Linked DNA regions of Mus musculus: region 1 is linked to region 2. The links are chromatin contacts, called in public Hi-C maps. All regions are on one chromosome and are shown on one strand. Each heading gives the region's core, a stretch centred on a gene start, on an enhancer-like site or on the middle of the called end of the contact. The rest is flanking DNA. Distances are from core to core; before and after follow the strand shown.

Region 1 (2,700 bases), core at 145-2,644, 290 kb after region 2:
GAGAAAAGCAGCCAAGAAGATGTGAGGATGGATGAGTGGCTGGATTAGCAAACGAACAGCGAAAGTTAGCAAAATTAACTCTAAAGAACGGTAATGAAGACTGCTCAGCACCAAATCACAGTCAGCAAATGGAGACCCAGGAGAAACAACACACCGCTCCGGGTCAGAAGCCGTCAGACTCGCAGCCTAGCACAAGCATTTCTAGTGAGGCAGGAAAGGGCCATAATGCAGCGCAAGCAGCCAGTCTTTGTGACCTGCTCAGGCCTCCATCTGACTGGGCAGAGCTCACTGCACCAGTCCGTCTACTAACCGCAAAGTTAATGTCATCTCCAAACATCCTCCCAAGTGTGTGAGAATGTCTAACAACTGTGTGGACATAGTGGCACAGTCAAGGTGACATACAGAGTAACAGCACCGGGCTCAGCCAGGGAGAGTCAGCTTGGCTATTCATTTTTCAAGGAGACTTTTCCTCATTCCACTCACAGGTCACAGAAATACATTTTCCTGATGATCAGAGGTAGGGGACATCTCCACTAAGTACTTTCAGGAGTTCTTTATTAGGTTAGTACTGACATTCAAACTTAGGCTGTATCCCCTGTCCTCTAAGCGTTGGGCGGCAGATTCTGAAGGTCAGGCGTGATAAAGAAGTTCCGTTAAACTGACACAGCTCTAACCCCAGCACACAGTAAACTGAGGCAGATCACGAGCTGAAAGCAAAACCAGACTGCAAAACAAGCAGCTCTCAGCTAGTCTCTGTCCTGTTTGAGCTTTATTCTTTAAGTACAATTTTAGTTCAAAGAAGCATTTTTAACAAAATTTTTCTCTCTCAGCTCTTGGTTCAAGGAAGAAAGCTGGCCAGTGCTCTGTTCCCTCCTACTCCTGGCTCCCAACTCAAGTCCTGAAAGCTGGCCACAGGACCTGCAGGGATGAGATGACGGTGGCTCAGAACAGGGAGGACAGGGCGGCTGCTATGCTAGGTATGTTTGAAAGCTCAGTCAGCAGTCCTCCAAACAGACTAGATCTTGGTGTGACCGATAAAAAGAAATCAAGAGTTGCTGGGGGAGGGGGCCTAAACAGGCTGATAAGTTGGGAAGGAAAGTTTTGATTCACTGAGACTAGGCAGACTGTGGTTAGGGCTGGTGTGGAAAAGACTGGGAGTCTGGTGTAAACATTGGATGGGAACGTCTATTCAGTGTGCCTGTGGATTCATCAAACAGAGCTGGCTCTGAGTCTAGAGCTCTGGAGGAAGTCTGAGCTGAAGACACAGGTAGTAAAGCTTGCATTCTTCAGATCACTCGAGAAGCCAAGTAGTTGTAAGATGGGTGTGAATGCCACGCGCACATCCGTAGTCTATCCAGGGAATGCAGCACCACGGCCACAGTGGGATTCTAACACTAGTCTGCATTAGCGGTTGCATAACATGTGGTCACCACCCCAATACACATTGTCCTCATCAGCTATTTGCTAGAGTTCTGTGCCAGTTCTGCGGCTGAAGAGGAATGTGAAGAATCTGGACCCAGCCTGGGAAAAAGGCAGCCATGTAGATGAACAAATGAAAGAAAATGAAGTCTAGCAAAGTTTAGAAGGAATGAGATGAGCTTACCAGAGATAGGCACAGCAACCACTGGTTCTGGTCTCGGAAGCACAGGGTTTGAAAACTCAGAAGCAACTGCTTAGGTCAAGCAAAGAAAAAGGGAAACAAGCTTCCCTTGAAGTACAAGATCCTTAGATCAGAAATAAAGACTAGAGCTGACACCTACTGTATTAGGTCTAAGAGCCTGAGGTGGACTCCCACTGTACAGATCCGAGAAGTGAATTCAACACATTAGATCGTTTTACCAGTAAGAAAGCTTCGATTGCCACCTCCATGTAGTAAGCCTAAGGCTGTGCTCTTTAAAGACATCAAGCTCCATGACAGGGGTTATGTGATAAAGCAGAAACTGATTTCTGAGAGGCAGCAAGCTCCTGGCTTCAGAGCTTTCTAACAGTACTAGAGATTTCTGAGCAAAACTGAATACATCTCACAAAGCAGATCCCCTACTGACAGAAGAGCACAGGCAGCCAGTCTTCAAATTCTTTCCTGGCCTGAGGTCAGAAGGTCGGGTCCTGAGCACAAGCATCAGTTTCCCAGGCAGCCAACACGCTCCTGTTCCCCCACTTCATGATAAAACATATTCTCAGCTTTCTAAACTTCAGGGCAGGGCTAGGGAAGCGGCTCAGGAGCAGACTTGCAGAGCATGCCTGGAACCCTAGGTGCAGCAGCAGCAGCAGGACCACTACCACCACCAAACCTTAAAACACATTAAATTCTAAAACACTAAAATCAGAGCGACATAAAACAGCGCGTACATAACTCAGTGGTTAAGCGTCTAGCGTCGAGTCTAGCATGTTCTGTTTGACTGTAGAAGGAATAACTTTAAAGTTATCGAGTGAGATAAGCTGGCAACAGACCTCAAGGTTTGGGCTGTGCTTGTTAAGTTCAAAGAACCAAGAACTGTCTTTAAGGACAAGAAATCCTGAAAAGTCAAACAGCCCAGAGCAAAGTGCTACTTTAAGATACCTTAGAGAGCTGGTGTATGGTGTTGAATGCCTTTAATCCCAGTACTCAGAAGGCAGAGGCAGGCAGATTTCTGTGAGTTTAAGGCAAGCCTAGTCTACAAAGTGAGTTCCAGGACAGCCAAGGCTATTACAAAAAGAAAC
Region 2 (2,700 bases), core at 102-2,601:
TGCTCCTTATTCTTAGAGGGCCCGATTTAGGACATGTCCTCCCCAAAACCTTCATGGGGGAGAACTAGATCTCCAACCTCCTGTGTGGCTCAGGAATCAGGTGTGTGATAATTTGGCAAAATTGGGGCCAGTGACAGGAGTTTGCTGGCTGGTTTTTACAAAGGGTACCCAAGGTGATCTCACTCACGGCAGGTCTTCTCAGTGACCTGCCACAGTGGCCCTTGAAGCCAGCTGGTATTAGTGACACTAGCCTCCGAAGTCAGGAAGGCTCCCCAAACTGCAAGAGGATGCACGGTGTCGATGGGCGGCTCTGATGCCTGCTGAGAATGGAACTCTGACTGGGAATGGGCACTTTTGCTCCATTTTGCAGATGAGGACATTGAGGGCCACAGGAAGGGCTTAGAATGATGGTGCCCAGGGCCGGAACCGACTACCCTGGGTGGTTACTGTCCAGGAGAAGCTGCTCTTTTTCCTGAAGTCATCATGTCTCCAGGATCCCCCCCTCCCCATCAGCAAGCATGGACCTGGGGTCATGTCCTTAAAGGTGGTGACCTTGAGCAGATCACAAGGTCACTGGCAGTAGGAAGACCTTAGGTGTGGGAGGAAGCTTGGCAGAAGCACAGTGCGCATTTCACTTCAGAGACAGCATTGACTTTGCATCTAAGAGCAATAGAGGGGCTGGAGAGATGGCTCAGCGGGTAAGAGCACTGACTGCTCTTCCAAAGGTTCTGAGTTCAAATCCTAGCAACCTCATGGTGACTCACAACCATCTCTAATGGAATCTGATGCCCTTTCCTGGTATGCATGAAGACAGAATGCTCATACAACATGATATACATAAATATAAATCTTTAAAAATATCCAAGTGACAGAAACAAGAGGGAGACCAGATCTCAGCACTTCAACACAAATGCTCTTTTCTTTGTATTAATATTCTTGCAGATGCCCTTCCAGGACACAGGGCACTTTGCCCTATTTCTGGAGCAGGTGACAGGGCTTCCAGTCTGCCTATGAGGTAGGCTAGAAGCCTTAGGAAGAGCCTCAGTAGCCAGGCGGTGGATGCTTTTATTATAGCCTGGCCTGGCTGAGCAGGGGTTAATCAGCTGGGCAGAGAGGGCACCCACTGGGCAGAGTGTCTAGCTGGAGCTTAGATTCACAACAGCTAGCTCAGCCAGGATGCTATGCTGGAGTGCGTGGAATCCCAGGGGTTAGGGTTAGGGTTAGGGTTAGGGTTAGGGTTAGGGTTAGGGTTAGGCTGTGGGCTCTGGATGAACAGCCAGCAACCTTCTAAAAGAGCACACAACAGGAAGCTGTTATCCCATGACGCTGTTGGCTCCTACCAATAGAACTACCTGTTGATACCAGGGCTTGAAGATGAGTATCTTACTCTCAGACAGTCCAGGACACGAGGCTTAGGTAGCAACCAGGATAACCCGCTCAGGAATAGGGTGTGGAGGGAACAAACCCGCTCAGGAATAGGGTGTGGAGGGAACAAACTTCATTTTTCTACCCATCCTTCCAACAGAAGAGATTGGGAAATCTGTAGTCCTGAGGGCTGGAAACTAGCTGGATAACACGGAGGCTGCGGCTGGATTTCACATGGCCGACAGGGGGCGCCTTCTACCCAGTTCCGGACCTACAGTGGCGGCTGGTTCCCCTCCTCCCTCAAGGCTTATCATCCAAGGTGCCTCAGCTGTGCTGGGGTTGACGCACAAAGGTGGGACACTGGCCTGCTGGGAGGGAAGAGTGGGGGTGGGGTACATGCAGGGGCGGGAGGATGACGGAGTAGGATGGGGTGAGGTAAGCGGTGAATCGTCCTGCTTGGTCACCCCTCTTAGGTAAGGTCACGACCCTACCCTGGAAAGGGGCCCTCTCCACCACCACTAAAAGCTCTTTGATGCCCACGCTGTGACTCAAACGCGTGCCTTGAATGTCACCGCGACACCAAGAAGATAAGAATAACTCCGGTTTGAGGAGCAGTGACCTCATTCAGTCCCACCTCCCTCTTGCTGGCACAAGGCCAAGTTGCCCACTGCTCTGGGCTTCAGTTTCTCCATCTTATTACTTGGGGATTCCAATTCTCAGTTTCAGGGCTGTAAAGGGGGGCGGGGCAGATGGAACTCAGCCGGCTAATAACAACCAAGAGAGCAAGGATGGGGGAGGGGGAAGAGGGACAAAAAGGCAGTGGGAAGTTCTAGGTACCCACTAGTAAGAGGCTGATGTAACTTCTATGTCTTTCCTTTGCTGACTTGAACTTGTTCTTGGATCCCACGTCCCTGGAAGGGTAGATGCCCTCAATCCAAGGCCCATGACAGCGCTGTGGGTGGGACCCCATCCCCACAGGTGCCCTACTGTGCCCCATCTCCACTTCAGGACTGAGTTGATTCAGTCGACACAGGCAGGTACATGTACATACCCACTGCACACACCTACTACACATGCTGCAGGCTGTGGATAAAAGTCGGGGGTGGGGAGAAGATGGCGTGGGGGTGTGCTCTTCACAGAGAAACGGGAGTCATCTATATGGTGACCTGAGCCCGACTTGCCAGGTACTGCACTGCTGCTCAGGGTTGTCACAGATCTTAAAGCAGGTTGACCTCCTTTGTGTCTACCTGTGACTGGGATCCTGAGCATCTACAGTGTGTGTGTGTGTGTGTGTGTGTGTGTGTGTGTGTGTGTGTGTGTGTGTGCCTGTGCTGG

The links. Hi-C and Micro-C count contacts between places; a contact is called where the count stands out from the background.
Region 1: a contact with region 2 is called in a Hi-C map of myocytes, with 2.4 times the contacts expected there. The contact joins two enhancer-like sites. A contact is called at or near these places in 9 of 39 promoter capture datasets (the 3T3-L1 cell line, 3T3-L1-derived adipocytes, the C10 cell line and 4 more), 1 of 15 datasets of contacts at CTCF or cohesin (large pre-B cells), 6 of 484 Hi-C or Micro-C datasets (the HL-1 cell line, Th1 cells, bone marrow-derived macrophages and 3 more), 12 of 115 datasets of contacts at active chromatin or transcription factors (the HL-1 cell line, the NIH/3T3 cell line, Th17 cells and 8 more) and 1 of 9 other capture datasets (embryonic stem cells).

Annotation. Positions count from the first base shown.
Region 1 is chr17:31,981,592-31,984,291 of GRCm38.p6, forward strand. The region is part of intron 7 of Hsf2bp (heat shock transcription factor 2 binding protein); the gene reads right to left. Among named protein-coding and RNA genes, the nearest start is that of Hsf2bp, 52 kb to the right of the region's middle. Within about 2 kb of position 1,395, at least 96 of the 459 cell types and tissues checked have an H3K27ac peak or open chromatin away from gene starts, as enhancers often do. A contact at or near this core is called in heart atrium, myocytes and pancreatic cancer cells, where this site is marked.
Region 2 is chr17:31,691,805-31,694,504 of GRCm38.p6, forward strand. No RefSeq gene overlaps it. Among named protein-coding and RNA genes, the nearest start is that of Gm30187, 15 kb to the right of the region's middle. Within about 2 kb of position 1,352, at least 93 of the 459 cell types and tissues checked have an H3K27ac peak or open chromatin away from gene starts, as enhancers often do. A contact at or near this core is called in heart atrium, myocytes and pancreatic cancer cells, where this site is marked.